Regions from separate parts of the Mus musculus genome. Here region 1 is linked to region 2. A link is a contact called in public HiChIP or PLAC-seq data. All regions are on one chromosome and are shown on one strand. The core of a region is the stretch at or near the end of the contact, and the rest is flanking DNA. Distances in the headings are between cores, read along the strand shown. Region 1 has its middle 5.3 kb from the start of Gm33388. Region 2 overlaps Tfcp2l1 (transcription factor CP2-like 1).

Region 1 (3,179 bases), core at 192-2,691, 650 kb before region 2:
CACATGTGTGCAGGTCAGAGGTCGAGGCTGGATGTCTTTGTGGATCTCTCCCTGCTCTTGTTTAAAATTTTGTTTGAAATTACATGTTTGTGTATTTATTTTGCATGTGAGTGTATGCGTGTGTGTGGGTACATGCATGGTGTATGTGTGAAGTTCAGAGGTCAACTCTTGGGCGTTGGCTCTTTCCTCCTACCATGTGGGTCGTGGGGGTTGACCTCAAGTCTGATCAGCCTTCACCTGCTGAGCCATCTCCTCGGCCCCTCCTCCTTATTTTCAGATCCAGGACCTCTCATCCACCCGGGTGGAGCGCACTGATTTGGTTGGCCTGGCTGGCCAGTGAGCTTCACCCACTTCCTGAGTGCCGAGTGCGTGCTCCACCTGCTCGCTGGTTTAAGCTGCTTTACGGGGATTCTGGGGATCGAGCTCAAGTCCCCATGCTTGCATGACAAGAACTTTAATGACTGACCCACCTCTCTAGCACCCCATATACCCCAGCATTCTGAGCCTTGGGCTTGGCCACGGTCACTGGGTGTCAGGACCACCTTTCCCAGCTATCTCACAGATTGGCAAGACCCAGGCCTTTTGTATGGCCCCGGGTACCAAGGGGATTTGGAGAATGACTTCGTGCTGATTGTTCTTGGCCAGTTCAGTTCAATGGGGATTTAAAGACCACGTTGAGTGTCATGTTCAACTCCACATTCATGAGAAAAGAAATGTTTGCAGAGTTAAACATTTTTCAGGTGTAAAATCTTGTTTTGATTTTTTTTAGAAAAGATTTATTTATTTTATATAAGTACACTGTAGCTGTCTTCAGACACATCAGAAGAGGGAGTCAGATCTCATTATGGATGGTTGTGAGCCACCATGTGGTTGCTAGGATTTGAACTCTGGACCTCTGGAAGAGCAGTCAGTGCTCTTAACCACTGAGCATCTCTCCAGCCCCCTTGTTTTGATTTTTTAAACTAGTGATTAATTTTTTTTTCCTTAGGGAGATACCAGAGTCCTATGTTATATGTTCCGGGGCTCTAGGCACATGCCTTTATCATTGTGGTAAGCTTGCCCAGGGCTACCTATATTTAGTGCTTTGCTGTTCTTCGAGGTTCTCAGGACATGCAGGCTCCTTGAGATTGTTGTGGCTTTTACCCAGAGAGCCTTGCACAATCCCTGGCACACTCTTGGGAAATGAATGAGGAAACAGATAGAGGAATACTGACTGACCTCCTGGCTGAGTGAATGGCTGAACCACAGAGCAGGTGTCTGGAACGAGGGGCCTGGTGAGGTCCATCATTTCTGGTTTCTATCCAGCCCCTCCTGACAGCCTGTATGTATAGTGAACGAAGCTAAACATAGTAAGCTCACATGCAGGCATGTGAACAGCTCTTCTCCTCCTGCCCAGGGCTGACTGGCAGCTTGTGGGAAGTTTGCACAATCGTGTATGCTTCTTTGATTCTCATTTTTGGGCCATGGAGTCATCGGTGCCTTGGGCCTCTCCCTGTTCATGCTGGATCATCTCTTGGCCACACCAAAGGGACTATGTCTTGTTTGCAGCAGGAACTTCAGATCTAGTCCCAGTCCCCTTCAGGGAATCCACCCTGATTACAGGGCTGCCCGCGGAAGGGTGGGAGCCAAAAGCAGCTTTGCAATCTTTGTTTTGCTGATGAGGTCTAGTATCTAAAGAGACAGGATGGTCAACTGGAAGTGCGGCAAAGCTTGGCCCAGGATGGGCGGGCCCAACATGGCCGGTGCTTTCAGTGACTACCACGGGCTTGTAAATTCAAGCCTAGTCAGCTGGCTGGCCTGAGAACTTGGGTCAGGGGCTCCTCTGTTCCCTCATCTGTGTGGCACTGCAAGGTTGGCATGGAGACCTCCTGTGGTGCTTAGGAGAAGGGGCGGGATCTGGGGAGATGGCAGCTCAGTCTGGAAAGTGTTGGCTGTGCAAGCAGGAAGACCCCAGTTCACTCCCCCAAACCCACATAAGCAAAGTAAACAAACAAAAAACTTCTGTGTGGTGGTTCATGTTTGTAATCCCAGTGCTGGGAGGGCAGACATAGACGGGTCCCTGCAGTTTGTTGAACAGGAAGCCACAGGAGAGTGAAATATTCCATTCTGTTTCTTCTGCCCCATCTTTCCACACGTCTCCCACACGATCCCTCCATGCATAGGCATGAAGGGCCCATGCTGTGCTAGAACTGCCACATCAGAGAGTTCCTGTCCCCACTAGCTGTTCCCGAGGTGGTTGTCCTGTCCACCCACCTTCTCCTGGGCTCCCTGTTCTCACGCACCTCTTGCTTTTGCCAAGTTTGTTCAATCATGATCCGCAACTCCTTGACTCCCTGCAGACTTCCTAGACGCCGGTGGGGCTGGGGGTGGGTGGGTGGGTAGATGCTTTCTCCAGTGCTGACCCTAAAGACCCCAACAGAGGCCATGTGAGCAGTGACATTAGCACTGAGGAGGGGAACGGTGAGCAGCGCTTTAAAGGTCCTCAGAATCCTGCGGGGTGGGCTAGGGATATGGCTCAGTAAGGAGAGGGCTTGTCTGATCCCTATCAACTACTTGGTTTGGGCCTCAGTACCACAGGAACCAGGCATGGTAGTGTAGACCTTTAATTCTGGATATTAAGAGGTAGAAGCAGAAGGGTCAAGAGTTCAAGGTTATCCCCCGCTGCATAGCAAGTTTGAGGCCGGCCTAAGCTACATGAGATCTTGTCTTGGGTTTGCCTATGTGAGGATTTAAGGAACTTGCAATGGGAGGATTAGCACGGGCTATCCGGTAGATACAAGGGGATTAATGAGAGGAGGGCAGCAGGTCACGTGGGGAAGTGGGTATTTTTTTGTGGTTTTTGAGGATGGGAGAGAGGAAGAGGTCAGTAGCTGAGGCTTGTGGGTGTGTCTGGACCTATCAGGATCATCTTAGCACTGGTTGGCTTTTCAGAACTATAAGAGAACAAAAGCCTGTTTCTCTCTCTCTCTCTCTCTCTCTCTCTCTCTCTCTCTCTCTCTGTGTGTGTGTGTGTACAGATGCACATATGTTATTCATGCATATTTGTGTGTGTATGCACATGTGCTAATCCTTGGTGTTGGTCTCAGGAACCATCTTTAGTTTTCCTTCCCCCCCCCCCCCCTGAAACGGAGTCTCTTACCTGGAACTCAGCAAGTCGGCTCTGTGAGCTGTCCAGAATC
Region 2 (3,254 bases), core at 624-3,123:
GTACAGGCACTCCAGGGGGCCAATTAGCACTGGCCCCAGGTTCTACAAGCTGACCTCCACTCAGGCCAAGCAGAGGCAGCTCTTGCCAGATAAAGAATTGTTTCTAAGTCTGCCCCAAGAGACAGCACTGGCATCTCACACTTAACGCCTGGGTTGTGGGCCAGGATCACATGGTGAGCTTCTTCATCTGAATGGGAATCTAATCTATGGAACCTTCCTCTCAAACATACATGCCTAGGACGATCTCCAGCCACCCGGCCTCTCCCATGTCATCCTGTTCCTCTAGATCAGCTGCCCTGCCCATGTGTGCCTCAAGGCTTACACATACTAGGTCCAGACTGACCTCCCTAACCCTCACAGAATCTGCAAATTTCTGAGATTAAATGAGTTTGTTATCATGCCTGGTTTTCCACCATACTTTTTGAGATAAGAGTTCACCAGTCCAGCTAGACTGATAAGCCAGCAAACCCCAGGGACCTAGCAGTCTTTACCTTCTCTGTACTGGGAATACCAGAGCCAGTTCTTTTTTCTTTTAGATTTAATTTAAAATTTTCAAATCTATGGGTGCATGTGTGCATGCCTGCAGAGGCCAATAGAGGGTGTTAGGGCCACTGGAACTGGAGCTATAGGCTGTTGTGTGGCTCTTTTATGGGTGCTGGGTCCTCTGAAAGAGTATCAGTCAGCAAAAGAGGGACAGGATGAAGCAGAATTAATAATTCCTTAGTAGACTAGGAGATGGGAAGGCTAGGTCCACCCTGACAATGGACAGGGCATCTGAAACAGGCTGGCACATGCAGGTGGCATGGGAGAGAACTCTGAAGAATAGATAGAGTGTCTGTGGTCAAGGGAAGGAAGGAGTGACCATGACAGAAACTCCAAGCAAAGTGCAGCAAGGCCCGGGGATTTCCTCTGGAGAGCATTAACGAGCAGCTTCACTCATGGGAACACAGTGGTGCTGGAGACTACTGGGATATTGATTTGACAAGCAAGGTCTCTCAACTAGCCAACAGCAGAACTAGAAACCAGGAGCCCCACTGGATTAAGGTGGAGACTCACAGAGGTTCGTTCCCCAGACAAACTCAAACACACAAAGGGTGAAAGGGCCAGGCTGTTATGTGTGATTCTTTTTCACCTTTTCTATCTGGAAGGCTTGTACTTAAGGCTATCACAAGAATCTTACAACATGTCTGTATTAAGATCTTTTCAACTAAGCAATTATTTGATAATGGAGAGGAGAAAATCATTACTGGAAATGAGAATTTTTATTTCAGAGCTATGAAACAAAAGTGGGGTTGCTTTGTTTCTGACACAGGGTCCTCACCTGATAATGACCTGGAGAATGAATGATCCTCCTGCTCCAGCTCCAGGGCATTTGATTACAGGTCACAGACACCACCGCCCTCAGTTTAAGGGGTTATGGGATACTGAGGGCAAACCCCAGGCTTTGTTCAGGGTAGGTGAACACTCTACCAACCAACTTGGTAGCCACTCGAGGTCTCAGCCAATCAAGTCACTTTTTAAACCTGAACCAATACTTTAAAGCATGCATTACATCTTCACACCGTAAATCATAATCATATACCATAAAAAGACAGTGGGGAACCATTGTCTTTGTGGGGTCTCCCACCCAGGTTTGTCTCTTGCAACTCTGACACTCTAAGACTTGGAGGGGTGACTGCCTAGCAAGGAATCTGGTGCAGTCTGGGAGGTCCGAGGATCCCAGCCTGGCAGAAGGAAGTAGATAAGCAAAGGGCAGTCAGGTGACACCAGAAAACAGCCTCAAGGAAATTCCCTGGGAAGACTTGCCCGCCCAGCCCTCTACTTCAGATTGTTAAAGGCCTGCCAAAGGAAAGCCAGGAAAGAGCCCCAGGTCACTTTGTGATGTAAACTAGCCCTTGGCTGGTGACTCCCAGCCCAGCCCAGGGAGCCAAGGTGACCTGGGAGTGGCTAGAACAGAGTCAGGACTCACACCACTCTCTCAAACAAGGGTGGCTGAGCCCTGCTGACCCCTTCCTTCTTCAATCCCAGGGCTCTAAGTACTGTCCCGCCAAGGAGGCGTGGGGACTCTCTGGAAGAATTTAAGTTCAGCCTGACTCCATACCTCCATCCATGGGATGACTGGAAACATGCCTGCCCAAAGGGGCCTAAACCACCAGAAGGAGAAAACAAATGTCTAGGTTCTATTGGCTTTGCCTGCTATCTTACAGTGGCAGAAGGGGTAGTGAAACACACACACACACCTCATTTTTCTTCTTTTCCTTAAAGTAACCCACACTATTGGTTGTGGCAGTATCAAAGTTCCTGTGAAGGCTCAGGTAGAAACTACAATCAGTAACAAGTCCCAGTGGCAAGGACCCTGCCATTAGAATATGGAAGCATCTCAGTACCACGCAAGCAGGAAAGAGCACAGCTGAGTTTCAACAAAACATTTTACTGGTTCCTGGTGGCAGTCAGAGGGTAACCTGTGGGACAGGGTTCTCTCCCTATACCATGTATGTTCTGGGATTGAACTCAGGCATGATGAAAAGCATGTAAGGGGAGGTTCTGTTGCTAGGGTCTAGCTCTCCAATTGATTCTTGACTTGTCAATAAAGAAGAGGGTGGGCAATTGCTGGACAGAAGGTACAGTTGGAACTTCCAGGTCCCCAGAGAAAAAGGAAAGGCAGGGAAAGGGGTGGTGGGCTTTTCTGACATGCTTTGACTGAGAAGAAAGCAGTAGTCATGTAAGGTCTCAGGGCAGCTTGGGCGTGTGGCCTCCGCTATGGGCAGGAGCCAAGGAATTTTCAGGCAGGAGGTATCTGTGCCCAGCACTTGTGCCTTTAGAGGCATATTCTAAAGGTAACAGAGCTGTGTGTGTGTGTGTGTGTGTGTGTGTGTGTGTGTGTGTGTGTGTGTGTGTGTGTGTGTGTTTTATCCACGGATGCAAGGGTCTCAGGAGTGGGCCGGTAACACAACTCCTCCAGTGGGAAAGAGAAACCAGGTCAGTGTTAGCAGCTGGATCCCAGAGCTAAGCCAGGAGAAACAAGAAGGAGCCAAGAGGGGCTGGTAGCAGGGTCGCAGCTCTGGGGCAAAGGCTGTAGTGTGTTTTTAAAACTGCACAACACAAGCGCCTATATCTTTTGAACTACCCTGCTGGCCCAAAATATGAATTTTCATATAATCTTTGATATTTTGCCAGTATCCCTGAAGGTCCTTCCTACATCAATGGTAAAGCCACAGGTCCCAGGAAAAACACCTACCTGTTCCCCCGAAGAG

What was found. HiChIP or PLAC-seq counts read pairs in DNA pulled down with a chosen protein or histone mark.
Region 1: an H3K27ac HiChIP or PLAC-seq map of embryonic stem cells shows a contact between it and region 2, with 5 times the contacts expected there. The contact joins two enhancer-like sites. A contact is called at or near these places in 1 of 115 datasets of contacts at active chromatin or transcription factors (embryonic stem cells) and 1 of 9 other capture datasets (embryonic stem cells).

The regions. Positions count from the first base shown.
Region 1 is chr1:119,298,538-119,301,716 of GRCm38.p6, reverse strand. No RefSeq gene overlaps it. Among named protein-coding and RNA genes, the nearest start is that of Gm33388, 5.3 kb to the left of the region's middle. Within about 2 kb of position 1,441, at least 38 of the 459 cell types and tissues checked have an H3K27ac peak or open chromatin away from gene starts, as enhancers often do. A contact at or near this core is called in embryonic stem cells, where this site is marked.
Region 2 is chr1:118,646,815-118,650,068 of GRCm38.p6, reverse strand. All of the region lies in intron 2 of Tfcp2l1 (transcription factor CP2-like 1), which reads right to left. Among named protein-coding and RNA genes, the nearest start is that of Tfcp2l1, 20 kb to the right of the region's middle. Within about 2 kb of position 1,873, at least 44 of the 459 cell types and tissues checked have an H3K27ac peak or open chromatin away from gene starts, as enhancers often do. A contact at or near this core is called in embryonic stem cells, where this site is marked.